Regions from separate parts of the Mus musculus genome. Here region 2 is linked to region 1. Evidence: chromatin contacts called from public promoter capture Hi-C data. All regions are on one chromosome and are shown on one strand. The core of a region is the stretch at or near the end of the contact, and the rest is flanking DNA. Distances in the headings are between cores, read along the strand shown. Region 1 overlaps Fyn (Fyn proto-oncogene). Region 2 overlaps Traf3ip2 (TRAF3 interacting protein 2).

Region 1 (3,680 bases), core at 269-2,768:
TGACTCGTAAGACACCACATCCATGTACCTAGTCAATGTGTCTGTCTAGAAGAGCTGGCAGCAGAGCGTCTTCACTAACCTGACCTTGTGCGACCAGTCCAGATATCCAGATTATAGCCTGTTTCTCCATCCCTTTGAAAGCTAAGGGACCCTGTTTCCTTAAATGGACATAGTCCCACAAATCTATTTAAGTTACACAACAGGGGAAGAGTTGCCAGACACACTGAAACACAGCCACACCCTCCTCCCATGAGCACAGCAGATATGATCGCTTTATACTACGGTCATGGTGTGGCCTCAAACCCTCCACACAGTTCTTCTGTGACAGAGGGGGCCCTGCAGTATGGGGGGGGGGGCTCAGCTATCACAGGTCAGGTACGTTCTGACCAGAGGTGGGCCCAGGTGGGTACCCACTCTCAACTTCTGAGGCTGGGCACACAAACAATGAGAAAGCTTCCATTTCCTCAGCTGCCAACCCAAGAGCAATGCCCATGATCAAGTTCTACAGCTGCTGGGTAACAAGGCCTGGATGAGACACCGGGCATGCTGGCAAATGCCTTTCTCTGCAACATACAGGGAAAAGAGCCAATGAGTAGCCGCCATCTTAGCAGAGTAGGCTGCTACCTTGGAGCCAACTTAAGAAGGAATGGAGAAGTGACAGCTCTAGACTTAGCTCTTCATCCCTATCCCCCTCCCATGCCCCATTCTCACCCTGGGAGCCTAGTGGGCAGCGCTGGCCTGGGAAAGGACAGTGAGGTCTGGCCACAGAACTCTGACACGACTTGCCTCATGGTCCCTTCCACTCTAGCATCGCTCTTTCTTGGGCAAAGCTGACAATGGAGAGTAAGAAAAGGATGGGAGCCGGACCAACGACACATAAGCAATGAGGAATTCAGAGCAGAGTTGTAGGTCCCCTGCAGCTCCTCACACTGTGTCAGGGGCAGAGGCAAAAGTGGACCGCTTCATGAATGAACAGCAGTGGGATGAGAGAGGGCAGGAGGAGGCGGAGCACAGTCAGAGTGAGGCGACCTTAGGAGAGAGGCTCCTGGCACACAGCTTTTGATGCTGAGAAAATCAACACCATCCACAGGATGAGTAACTTTACTAGGACTTTAAGGAACTTTACTAGATTCTCGGCAGACAGTGAATCCCCTGAGGAGCCAGGGCAGCTGATTAGGAGTTTTCCGCACATAACTGCTAGAGCCTCATTTAGGCAGCTCAACACTATGCCCGGAGCAGTGGTAGCTGGGTTACAGAACCTGCCAGCCAAGTTTCCTGATTCACCAACACCTTTCCATCCTGCCCAATGGGTTGTTCCTTCTTCCTAGAACACAGCCAGATGACCCTGGCAGCTTAAGGGTCTTTATCTGTCTTTTCGGTACAGTCAGAGAGGTCCTAGGAATTAGGTGGATGGAGAAAAAGCAGGGTGCCTTGGTGCCTCTTGGTTGCATAAGCACTGGTGGAGGTCCTAAGCCAAAGGAAAGATCCAGCCGGGTTTGCATTGTGCAACTGTAAGACCTTGGGGGCTGAGCCGCAGACAGCCTTAGTGCTGGGTCCACCCTGTGTCAGCGCAGTGCAGTGCAGTTCTGCCCACTTGGCAAAGTATACTTGCTGCCAGATGGATGGAAGAAGTGAGCCATTTGTCCCTGGCCCTGCTGAGGTTGTGCTGTGGTGCGCAGAACTGTAAGCTACCTTCCAACTTCCTGTACAGTCTCCAGGATGTGTGAATTAAACAGCCGCTCCTGTGTTAGGCTGTGTCACTTGGCGTAGCCAACCTTAGGAAGGACAGTGTCCCCGTGAGCTGACCTCATCAAGTAAGCCCTGGAGGTCATGGCTCTTCTTGCACATGCAGAGCCGAAGTGTGAGAAGAAGCATTCAAAGTGAGGATCCTCTCTCCTGCAGCTCTTAACACGTGGCCAGATGTGGGCTCTCCACTGCTGAGGAGCGCTCACAGCTGGCAGAGCAGGGAACTGGCATGTCAGTTCCAAGACCACAGCAAACCAGAGCAACTGAGACTGATCAAGAGTCTGTGTGAGTCAGGAAACCGATTCTTCCCTAGCAAGGCCCCAGTGACAGCTCAGCTGACACCCTTAGTTCAGCCTCGCTGATCAGAGATTCCGGTCATGCTACGTGCCGGCTTACGGCCCACAGAATGGTGAGCTAATACACGGATGCTGTCCGAAGCCTGCAGAAGATGAATGCCTAGTTACGGGATGGGGCACTGTAGAGGTGGTGGTTCCACATCCTGGCAGTCATAGCCAACATCCGAAGTGTATGTATGCATACTCATGTATGCCAGGCACTGCACTGTACTGCACTGGAAAACGCAACCCCACCACCACATTCTAAGTCCTCAAACATGGGCCCTGTTATAGAGAGGTAGGGGAATGTGTCCACAGCTCAGCTCGGGGTGGGGACGAGAGGTGACAACAGGTGACTAGAGTCCATGTCCAGAACTCAGGACTTCTGCAACAAAGCTGCTTTCTGTACCATGGAGCCCTGGTAAGTCCACACAAAAGTGTACAAAAGAGGCATGGCGGGAAAGTCAGAGGGAAGGACGCCTCTTGACACCACGTCCAGGGACAGAGAGCACAGTGCCTCTGTTAGCCTTGGTGCCTCTGTCTCCATCTACATTCCACACTGTGAATAGTGGGTTCTATGGAGGTGCTGGAACCACAGTGAGTCACCTCTTCCTTGGTATGGTTTGGCATCTTAATGACTGTTTGAGCCAACAAAACTAAAGCAGCCCTCAATTTCCCCGTCTTCCCTATCTGTGGCAAGGGTATTTATACATACCACGAGGGAGGCGGTAGCGGAAAGTTTCCTTGGTATAAAAATGAGCTCTCCTATTGCATTTAAGACATGATTCACTTTACAGGCAAATTAACTCATGAAGTGAAGTGTTCGTATAATCTGCCCCACCCCCAACCAAACACAAAAGACGTATGTACTTGTGGTAGAATGCTGTGAAGGAAAGCCCCTACCAAACGCTCCTTCTGACACCCTGCAGTCTCTCAGGTGAGAAGGCCACGGGACAGGGGAGTGTGCACAACGCAGACACTGACCACATGCAGTGGCCAGAAGACTGGACCTGCTACGCATCAAATCAAAGCTTTACTTCACAAACAGCAAGTGTCTGGATCATCCATGTGTGTGGTCACTGCAAAGGCTCTGAGGGGACGAGGATGGATCCTGTCCCACCCTGACAGCAATGGATGAAACCAATCACTCATAGAACACCATGGCACAGCAGAAAAGAGGCGCATTCCCGGCACCTGGAATCAGCTCTGTCGATGCTTGTGTAGATAACCCCTAGGCTGAGAAACTGCAGTCTTTTCCTTTTTCCCACCCCACCCCCCTCACTGCGCCTGGAGCTCTGAAGGCTTAATGGAAGGGAGACAGAAGCGTGAGCCCCCGAGAGTGAGCATTCACACTGCTGTCAGCCAGCCAGCCACTGGATGGGCTCCCAAACCTAAATGGCCAAATGAAGTTTTAACAGGGAATCATGGAAGGGCTCCAGGGAGAGGGAGAGATGCTTCTTGCGCCCAGTTTGCTTTGGATCTCTGAGTCGACAGAAGAGAGAGAGAAGGTGCTGATGCAAATGAGAGTATTAGCCCTGTTTGTACGAAGGGATTCTGGAGAGGCAGGGCACACCTTCCCCAACTCTTCCAGACCACAGA
Region 2 (3,661 bases), core at 182-2,681, 140 kb before region 1:
CTGTCAAAGACAAGCCCTCAGCAGTATACTTTTGTTGTCTCTCATAATTTCTTTCAGAGACTGGCTTTCTAATGGCATCATTTGATTTGTGTAGTAACTACTCAGATGCCTAGAGGAGGCAAGGAAGTCGGCCTATCAATGGGGAGATACTGATGGCGCATCCAGTCCCTTCTGTGACGAGGAGAAGCCAAAGACATTAGGGCCAAGAAACCAAATTTGGAGACCACATGGCTATAGCTGGCACAGTCATTGGGTTGAACTGTGTGTATTACTGGCTGGCTTTTCAATATACTAGCACAACTAAACAGGTTTGTCCAGGAACTGGTAGGGACCTGGAGTCCTTCCCAAGTACCAACTGCTGGTTCCTGGGACTGGCAGGTTCTTAGAGATGTAGACAGAATGTCAGTATTCTGGGAATGTGCAGACATGATACAGACAGCTAAGGGATAGAAATATCCAGTCAGTCATGACCTTCATGGATCAGTTTATTTCTAAGAATACTATTTTTCAGACTCCACAGGCTGGCACTGGGTAAGACTGGATATGAGGCAGACTTAGCTCCTGACCCTTAGCCAGACCCTTGAATTTTACCACCTTACCTTAGCTTCCACTTTGGGTTGTAAACTCAAACAAGTGGTTCACACTGACAGAGATCCTAAAGACTCAGATGATAAGGGTGCTGCTTACACACCTTCCCTGCCCTCTACCCACAGGGTGGATGGTGGTCAACTTTTCTTTCCCCTGGGGAAAAGGTGGCCTGAGGCTACTGACTGTGTCCTGCCCTATGCTGCTTACTTAGTCCTTGCAGTGAGGTGTGATGATCCCCGATCTCCGTGCAGGATGAGACTGAAACTGGGTTGTGAGTTCAAGTCCAGTGACTTCCCTGCTCTTTCTCTAATGTCAGAATCCTTGGTAAAAAACAAGCCAGAGAAACCAGGGCCACTCTTGCCTTCAGACACACAGTTCCCACAGGACAGTGTGAAAGTCACAGGTCTAGTCTGGCTTCCTAGTTAAATAGAAATGGTCTCTAACGTATCTCTAAATCTACAAAGGACAAGATGGCAAGCAGTCCATAAAACAGCTAGCTCTGAAGCTGGGTAATATTTCCTCCAAGTTGTTGAGCAAGTTTGATTCCTTCTAAATTCTCCCATGGTTTAAGTGTAACCAAGCCCCACGGCACAGGTTAGGGAGTAGAATGTTCCCCACCTATCACAAAAGAACAAATATCTCTTTGGTTAAGTGTTTTCTTGTGCCAAATGCTTTGAATATCACTTCACTTATCTTCACAGCACCGTGTATAGTGATGATCCATTTTGTGAACAGGGTTGCAGAAGGGCAGGATTTAAGAACTTGGGCCATGGCCACATAGCCTGTGCTTAGGAGGCTAATGTGACACATGCTTTTTTGGCATGACAGAAGTGTCCTTCCCAATTTTCACTTGCCTCTCTGAAAAAGGGAGGAACAGAATGTAACAGCTACAATGCCCAGCCCACTCCACCACTCTAGCCTCCTAAAACTTCACACTTGTTGGTAAATAGCCAAGCAAACAAAGCTCTACTTCCTAGAACTTTGACTGATACCTCTAAGTTACTGGCAGGACCAGTTTGAGTACTGGGTGGAGGAGTGATGCTGCTTCATAGGTCTCAAGGTTCAAAATATCCTGAGCCATAGAAATAACTGTGGCATCCCCAAACATCCCAGTACCTTGAATGAAGAAACAACCCCCCTAGAGAGGGTGCCTGCCCCAGAGGAAGAGCCAGGCGCTGTGGTCCCTCACTCACCATCCGATGAATGTACTTAGTATGTAAGCCATGCTCGTCCTCGTCCAGCTGCGACTCAGCGCCTTCCACATCCTGTTTGTATTTGGGGCTGATTGCTACGATTATCATCACTGTCTTCTGTAATGAGAAGGAGGAAAGCATGTTTATGGAAGCAGGAAGCATGGTTCGTTTGGTGAAGGCCAGCTGGAAACTGGCCAGCAGGACCATACGCGGTCCCTGACCTGCTGGCCAGTACACGACCAGTCCCTCTGTGAAAGCAAAAGGCATCAGCGCCGCCCAACCCCCACAGGCCTGCTGTCACCTCTACCCCTCCCCACTGCCTCTGCGCCCAGCACCCACAAACATGCAGAACAAATGGTTCTGAGAGGAATTCTCCTGCCGTCCACAACCTTCTCTAATAAACATCTGATGAAATCTGAAATCACTGACTCTGCATGGAGGCAGAAAGACATCACCACTGCACGGAAAAGCACCCTTCTTCCCTGCAGCCTGATGTGAGCTGTCAGTCACCATGCACCTCCACTGCCCTGCTTCACCTGTGCACATCAGCACAGTCAGTAGGAGCAGACCCTTCAACACACAGCAAACGCCGGGCTGCAGGCAAAAGGAAGGCAGCAAAACCCAGCCTGCTGAGACTCCCACCCCACCCACTCCTGCCCAAAGAAGTACCCAGACACAGACATGCTGGCAGCAATCAATTTCTATCTTGTTAAAGCACAGAGTGTCCCAGTGGCTAGTATAGATTCTGTCTGTGGAAAACGAATCACAGGGCTGCAAGTGGGTGCCCTGGGGTAGCATGCTGCTTAGCTTTCAAAGCTGCCCAGAAACCTCTCAAGCCCAGTCCTACAAAATGCTTGGAATGGCCTCCAATTCAGCTGGGTTCTGCTGCACCCTCCCACCCCCCGCTATCATTTCCTCCTTTCCTATTCTGCTCTAGAAATTGTTTGTGCTGATTGTTATCAACCACCTGTGTCTGGTTTGACCATTATTTCCTGCCTCTGCATGTCCAGGAGGGTGACCCCATCCTTCCTTTCCAAGTTTTTGCATAGCTTCTAACAAGAGAGGCTTTGTCCAGGCTTCCTCAGACTCAGACTTGGGGAGAGTATCAGTGTTTCTACTATGAAATATCTTCACAAGCTAATTGTTTTTCTCACCAGCACACATCCTCAGATTTTTGGAACATACTTACATCTCGAAGATAGCGCTCCATCCATTTAATGATATCAATACCCCGGATTCTATCCTCAAATATGTCAATCTACAAGAAAAGGATGCGCAAAAGAGCTCTTAATGAGAGCTTTCTCCGAGTGCAGACCTCAAGAAAACACAAGATCCTACATACATGTGCAACCCTAAAAGTAGTGCTCTCAATAAGGAGGAACACGTGAGACCAAACAGAGAAGCAAAGAGGTTCGTGAAATATGCTCACTTCAGTGTTCATAGATATTTAAGTATATAATATCCATAGCTAGAATATAGTGTTTCATTTCAAAATGTGTCTGCAGCTACACAGTAATTATATGTTCAGAAATCTAAAAGACACAGTATATCACAAAGTTAAAAATAGTACAGTTATGTATCTGCAACTTGAAACATTTAAAGGCAGATTCTGTGACTTTAGTGAATATTTTGTGTACAAATGCTGAGATACAACTGTGGTGTTGGGTCATGATGATAGGATTATGTCAATTATACATCTCTACAGGATTGGATGAAAGTTGGGCGAAATCCAAGGAATCATCACAAAAACAATCACTGAGCTGGTAGAGAGGGGCTAAGGATGAAAGTCAAGAACTCTGGGACTCTGATAAGACTCAGAGTAGTCTTCTCTCCTGGAAGTGTGTGTGTGTGTGTGTGTGTGTGTGTGTGTGTGTGTGTAT

Evidence for each region. Capture Hi-C pulls out chosen DNA fragments and counts their contacts.
Region 2: a promoter capture Hi-C map of adipose tissue shows a contact between it and region 1. The contact joins two enhancer-like sites. A contact is called at or near these places in 2 of 484 Hi-C or Micro-C datasets (nephron progenitors and uterus), 1 of 115 datasets of contacts at active chromatin or transcription factors (embryonic stem cells) and 3 of 9 other capture datasets (adipose tissue, liver and pancreatic islet).

What each region holds. Positions count from the first base shown.
Region 1 is chr10:39,504,954-39,508,633 of GRCm38.p6, reverse strand. The region is part of intron 3 of Fyn (Fyn proto-oncogene); the gene reads right to left. Among named protein-coding and RNA genes, the nearest start is that of Gm40627, 84 kb to the left of the region's middle. Within about 2 kb of position 1,518, at least 41 of the 459 cell types and tissues checked have an H3K27ac peak or open chromatin away from gene starts, as enhancers often do. A contact at or near this core is called in adipose tissue and uterus, where this site is marked.
Region 2 is chr10:39,645,086-39,648,746 of GRCm38.p6, reverse strand. It overlaps Traf3ip2 (TRAF3 interacting protein 2), which reads right to left. Exons shown (of 9, transcript NM_134000.3): 6 at 2,971-3,039; 7 at 1,782-1,898. The region is part of intron 2 of E130307A14Rik (RIKEN cDNA E130307A14 gene); the gene reads left to right. Among named protein-coding and RNA genes, the nearest start is that of Gm16364, 33 kb to the right of the region's middle. Within about 2 kb of position 1,431, at least 71 of the 459 cell types and tissues checked have an H3K27ac peak or open chromatin away from gene starts, as enhancers often do. A contact at or near this core is called in adipose tissue and uterus, where this site is marked.